2 separate regions of the Rattus norvegicus genome follow, and region 1 is linked to region 2. Evidence: chromatin contacts called from public Hi-C data. All regions are on one chromosome and are shown on one strand. The core of a region is the stretch at or near the end of the contact, and the rest is flanking DNA. Distances in the headings are between cores, read along the strand shown.

Region 1 (3,258 bases), core at 477-2,976, 72 kb after region 2:
AAAAAAAGAAGAAATTAAGATGTGTGTCTTTCTCTAAATTCAAGAAAACAACCATGCCAATGACACACTAGGGACACCAGTGTGTTCCAAGGATCAGAAGTACAATGGTGTCAGTACTCACTATTATAGTCAGCATAAGTGAAATAAAATTATTACTTCACTTACTAAGTGATGCCATGAGGGAAAGAATCAGAGTGCATAGTATTTTTAGTTTAAACTAAATAATAAGCATTTAAAATGTGACAAAGTAATACATCCCTCAGTTCAGTTTTCAAGATTTAGATGCAACCTCTAAATTAACAATATAGAAGAGACTTGCCATCATTTCTCCACCAAGATACCGCTAACACTTAAAAATATTATAGGACATGTCAAGACATGTTCATTTATGTAGCAGAATAAGGTTTATTGAATACCCTCAATCTATCACCCCACTGAAAACACGAATTAAGAGAAAATACCATACTCACAATCTGACAAAAATGCCTTCACTATTCCCCTAGAGCACAGAGAACAGCCTCTGGGACAGTAGCAGGCAGGTGAGGACAGAGGACTATGACTCATCTAAAATGCTAGCCAGCCAGGCATCCTCTCCATTCAGACCGTTACTTCTTTCTACCTTACTGATATCAGAAAGTCCCCTTGAGATCTTACTGTTAGCTTTCCTACATAACACAGTATAATTTCTTCTTCTCCATAAAATAACAGGGTTAACAGACTTTGAGTCCATTTCCAAATTTAAATACCTATTTTTACCATAAAAGAAACTGTAAGTTGAGTATTCTACACTATTTACCATACACCTAGTCTGAACTGTCCACGATACTCTACCAAGTCCATTATACGCTTTCTCTACAAAGCTCAGGCACTGCTGGACCCAGTGATGCAAGCTGGAAATCCCAGCTAGGCAGCAGTCTGAGGCAGGATGATCACAAACTCAAGGGCACCAGACAACTTACTAGAGGCGGGAGGGGAGGCTGGGGATACAGCTTGGTAGTACAATATCTAAGTCTAAGGATCTAAGTTCGATTCCCAGTGCAGACTCCCCTCCAACTCCCAAAGAAATCATGAGCTCTGAAGCAAGACTGCTTAAAGTCTACATATGACATAACTTTTCTGTACTGTTTCCTCATGTATAAAGTGGGCAACAGTGAGTATGTCCTTCACAGAGCTGCAGTGAAGAAAACTGAGCACAGATGCCTTACGCATGGTACATTGTCCTGCGACAATGCAATGAGGATGTGGACTTTCTCATTATCAACTCAGTGAATGTAAGGAAAGAAAGGAAAAAGACAAGACTGTGTAAACACTGCAGGCAATCAGAGTACATCTGGTGAGCAGCGTGAAAATCCTAACACAGAAGAAATAAGAATGTCTCTCAGATGAACCAAATCGTGCTCCTGGGGTTTCAAACAAAATTATAACGGCCGACAGCAGCTTTTAAGCTCATGTTAAATTATCTTCATTTCTTCAGATTTGCCTTAGTATTTTTGAGGAACAAAACACCATTCTACAATTTTTAAAATAAATACATTTGAATTAATCAGATCTAGGATCCACCTGCAGAGGCAGTATGGAAATAAATATGAAACTTCCTTCTAGCTCACACTATCTCACCACACAGGCTTTGTTACCCTCACAAACCATGGCTAGGATGAGGCTAACACTTGCCCTGCTATGGAAAACAACAGCTTGTGCTGGGTATATTGAGCCATGCCTGTAATCCTGACCCTGGGAGGCAAAGATCAAAGGTCACAAGCCCAAGACCAGCCTAGGCTACCCAGTTTCAGGCCAGCCCAGGCTACTCAGTAAGACCCAATCTTAAACAAGTATTTTAAAACCCAGGTTTATAGTGAATTATATATTAATACAATTCAATCAGGTATTCTTTGCCTGCTGTCAATTTTACTCCTGGGGTAGACGGGGGTAGTTTTGAAACCGCACCTTACTCTGCAGACCAGACTGGTCTAGAACTTACTATAGAGCCCAAGCTGATCTCTGATATTTTCTGGCAACAACGCTCATTTTGTAGTGAAATGTTTTCAAATGATTTCCTACTGTGTGACATATAAAAGGAATCCATAAATCTAGGGAGCCCCCTAGTGTTAAGAAAGATATTTTGATTTAATTGCAAAAAGAATAACTTAATGTTAGTCTTAATCTTTACATTACATTTACTATTTACTGAATAGAGGTAATACACAGTTAGAATAAGTATCAATACACCTGAATCAGGTTTTCTTTGCTTGGTCTCTCCTCCCCTCTCCCCTTTCCCCTCTCCTCCCCCACCCCCCTCTGTGTGTGTGTGTGTGTGTGTGTGTGTGTGTGTATGTGTGTGTGTCTAACTTACTACAGAACATAGGCTGGCAACAAATCTATGGTAATCCTTTAGCCTCATGTCTGGTTTTGCCAGTTTTTGTCATTAAAGTATTTCATGAGATTTCATGAGAATAAGTTATATTAAATCCATTACCTGGCAAACTAATAAAAAAATACAAATCAAATGAGACAAATATATATTGTAGTTTATCTCATTTTCCTAAGGAATATAAAGCAGCGTTCTCATTTATGACTACAAATATCACAATAACCATTTTCTTAATTAAGTTCAACTAATTTCAACTTACTCTGTTTTCTACTTCTAAAGACATTTATTCTGGCTGCCTTCTGTTTTCTTTCAAACAAGCAGTATCAGTCCTTAGACAGGAAACCTTGAAGCGTGTACTCTTAGACTCTTGCCTCACTCTTGCCTCAGTTCACAAACTAGATCCTCAAACTGCACACAACCAGCTAGCCTCTAAAGTGAGCATCTTTTCAGGGTGCTTCCAATACCAAACAAAGGATGTTTCTTTTCTCCCTCAATAAGCAAATAAGGGGGGTTGGGGATTTAGCTCAGTGGTAGAGCGCTTGCCTAGTGAGCACAAGGCCCTGGGTTCGGTCTCCAGCTCCGAAAAAAAAGAAAAGAAAAAAAAAAGCAAATAAGGGATAAAAGTTGACAAAAAGATTCCCTATCAATTGATCGGAGTGCAGAGCTACCTACTATGGCCTTTGCATGTAACTAAACTTCACTTCCTTTAGCTCCTGTGTCTATGTATACAAATACACCCTTCTCTGTGTGGAACACTATACTGTAAGACTTCCACTAGGGAACATGACTTGCAGAGACTTAGTGCCAGGCTCAGATGTCATCATTGCTGGGTTTGCAGATCCCACTATGCTGTTACTTCTTGACTCGTTACTCTGACTAGGGAAGTCTCC
Region 2 (3,332 bases), core at 252-2,751:
AAATTTTTTATCTCTCTTATGTATATTAAACAAAGGCAGTATAAATAATTCCCTACTTTATATAGAAGAAAAAGTGATAGGGTTAGTCTCTTAATTCAAAAACAAAATCTAGACTAAATACCTAGGTCTTCTGAATCCTAGATTCAGTGGTTTCAATTTGATACCAGGCTTTTTTATACATAGCTTTGAGTTTCACTTAAAGAAATGTGTAAGCTAAGTCAAGTGCTCAAGTTAGAGATTATCTACATTGTCTGACACTGGAATTGATTTATGTGAATAACAAACACCTCACAGTGTATAGCTTTCAAAATTCCTCCTTAATGGGCACACACCCTTAGTCTCAGCACTCGAGAGACAGCGGCCAGTGGCAGGTGAATTTCTGGGAGTTCCAGGACAGCCAGGGCTATACAGTGAGTGACAGTATGTCTAAAAAAAGTGGGCATGGAAGTGTGCACTTATAATCCCACAATGGGAAGGCTGAGACAGGAGGATGGTGAGCTAGGGGCTAGCACAAACCATACAGTAAGAGCCTGTCTTAAGAAACAAACAAGTAGGGCTGGAGGGATGGCTCAGAGGTTATTGAGCACTGGCTGCTCTTCCAAAGGTCCTGAGTTCAATTCCCAGCAACCAAATGGTGGCTCACAACCATCTGTAATGGGATCAGATGCCCTCTTCTGGTGTGTACTCATATACATAAAATAAACCATTAAAAAAAGACACAAACAAGCAAAGGAATGAGAAGCATGTTTGAGAGGCACAGACCAAGTTACTTCTGCCTGCTCACAGTGCACTTCATCTAGACGCTGTCACGTAGACGCTGTCGCGTAGCTTATCCTCCAGCGACCAACCAGGCCTTCAAGTACTTTTAGAATCTGTACTAAGAAGCTTAGCTGAAGGTTTATACTGACAATTTTTTCTTCTTTTTTTTTCAGAGCTGGGGACCGAACCCAGGGCCTTCTAGCGAGCGCTCTACCACTGAGCTAAATCCCCAACCCCTATACTGACAATTTTTAAAAGGTACTTTTTTGTAGCAGTGTAAGCCGTGCAAAGTCTTCACTTACTCTACAGTGTAGTTTTGTCCTCTGGGATCAGGTTCCCTGGTCTACCATTGATAATGGACCCACTTTGGAAGCTCACTCCCCAACAATTGTGCACCGACCAACAGTTATGCACTAACCTGCCAGATCTTCCCTGGAGGCAGCTGAGCGCGGTGTACTCGCTCCTGGTTCTATCTTTAAGGAGAGCCTACATTCCAGAAGAGCAAAACATAAGAAACAATGAGTAATGGAAAAATATCAAAGTCACATTTTCTTACAAAAAACTCAATAGGTAGCTGGAGAGATGGCTCAGTGGTTGACAGTTTAGGGAATGACTTAGCAGACAGCACCCCCGGCACACTCGTTCTGTTGAGCACACAGCCTGCCTGCTCTTCCTAGCACTGCACCCTTGCAGGACAGAACAGAAGAGGAGCTGGCTACATTCCAGTGATTAGCTAGAACACTGACCAGTATGAAAGCACGGCAGCGACCGGCTGCTACCTCAGGTATCAATAGTACCAAACCTCCTTCTCCTAAGAGTGAAGCCAAGTTACAAACAAGAAGAAACCTGTTCTGTACTAAAACTAGGTACTAAATGAAGGTTTTTTTCAACCTGGTTGGAAGTCACAGATGTTGTCTGTAACAGTTATGCTGGCCATAGTAAATGAAGTTGCCTAACAGAGAGAGGCCTTTGGATAAATGCCATTTCTATTAGTTAAATGTTTCTTACTTTCTTTTCACCCACCACGAAGACCACATGAAGAGGGCAGAGACGGCTCAGTGGTTAAAAACACTGGCTGATTTCCAGAGGAGCCAGGCTAGAGTCCCAGCACTCACATGGAGATGCACTACCATCTAAGGCTCTTCTGACCTCCACCGGTACTAGGCATGTGTCATGTACCAGACTGAGTTCTTTGGGGACAAGTACACTATCTCCTTGCTTCTTTAATCTAAGCGACTAGCTTGGTAACTGGCAAAAGTTTGCTCTATACCAGCTAAGGTTGCTCTGGTTCTGACTACTGAGGAAAACCAAGTCAGTACGATGCACCTGCCTGCCTATAAAAATGAAGGTTGTCGCATGTCATTCTGGAAATATCTGGTCTACCTACATCTATGTCCTTCAGGAAAATGAAATTAGATTTACACCAGTGCCTTTGATCCCAACACTCAGAAGGTAAAGGCAGGTGGACCTCTGAGTTCAAGGCCAGTCTGGTCTACACGGTGAGTTCCAGGACAGCTAGAACTAGTAGACAGACCCTGTCTCAAAAACAAAACAACTAGCTTTAATTAAACAAATCAAAACTCTATCACAATCTTGCTACAGTTAGTAAAGTTTCCCCCTCTCTGTAACTGTGTACAGTTAGCTTGGCCTATTCTTTTAACAATACTTTAACTCTTTGTACATCAGTCAGCTTCTCTGGCCAGAAGAGAGAGAGTAATAAATACTTGTATCTTGAATTTTCAGGACATCAAGATAATTGATCTCATTTCCCTAGACAAAATGTGTTTATCAAATATAAATTCTACCTTAGTAACTAGATGCACAGGAAAACAGGGTAAGGATTAAGACCCAGACCATCAAACTCAAAACAGTTACAACACAGGCAGGAGGTCTATGAACCTTCAGCCTTAAAAAGCCAACCTGACCTCTTATTATGTTCAAGTGAGTTATTATAAACATTTTATGTAAAAGTTAAGGGAGAAATTTAAAGTGTTAGTTATATGATATGGGGAAGAAAATGGTAATAAAGGTTTCAAGCAATACAATTTTAGGTGCATTAAAAGTATTTTAAGAGCTTCATATATTTAATACCAGAAGAAAACACCTTACAACTTTCCAAAAAACAATACGCAGATGAAGGGAGAAAGAAAAAAAAAATCAACAAATGAAACCAAAAGGAAAACAAGAGGCATCGCCCTCTCTCCCGGCAGCTGTGATGTGAAGGCTGCGGAAATGGTTACCAGCCTAAGGGTTCCTCCTAAAGGACCGTGTGTTACAGATTAAATATGGTCCTACCACGGTACCTCAGCAACTCAGAGACAAAAAGTCTCAGTAGACCCTCAAATCATGGAAACTCTTTTTTTTTTTTTTTTTTTTTTTTTGGTTCTTTTTTTCGGAGCTGGGACCGAACCCAGGGCCTTGCGCTTCCTAAGCAAGCGCTCTACCACTGAGCTAAATCCCCAACCCCATGGAAACACTTTCAAAGATGTGCCTAAAAATAACCCTCTAAGAAGGAATTTTTTTTTTGTATTTTGTAAATGGCATAATTTTTTTCTGCTTAGAAAAATAAAAAT

What was found. A called contact is a pair of places that touch in the nucleus more often than the background predicts.
Region 1: a contact with region 2 is called in a Hi-C map of liver, with 2.4 times the contacts expected there. The contact joins two enhancer-like sites. A contact is called at or near these places in 2 of 12 Hi-C or Micro-C datasets (kidney and liver).

The regions. Positions count from the first base shown.
Region 1 is chr13:71,575,590-71,578,847 of GRCr8, forward strand. All of the region lies in intron 1 of Ralgps2 (Ral GEF with PH domain and SH3 binding motif 2), which reads right to left. Among named protein-coding and RNA genes, the nearest start is that of Ralgps2, 30 kb to the right of the region's middle. Within about 2 kb of position 1,727, at least 1 of the 93 cell types and tissues checked has an H3K27ac peak or open chromatin away from gene starts, as enhancers often do. A contact at or near this core is called in liver, where this site is marked.
Region 2 is chr13:71,503,535-71,506,866 of GRCr8, forward strand. Ralgps2 (Ral GEF with PH domain and SH3 binding motif 2) reads right to left here. Exons shown (of 20, transcript NM_001401396.1): 11 at 1,178-1,245. It also overlaps a transcript of Angptl1 not described here. Among named protein-coding and RNA genes, the nearest start is that of Angptl1, 8.1 kb to the right of the region's middle. Within about 2 kb of position 1,502, at least 2 of the 93 cell types and tissues checked have an H3K27ac peak or open chromatin away from gene starts, as enhancers often do. A contact at or near this core is called in liver, where this site is marked.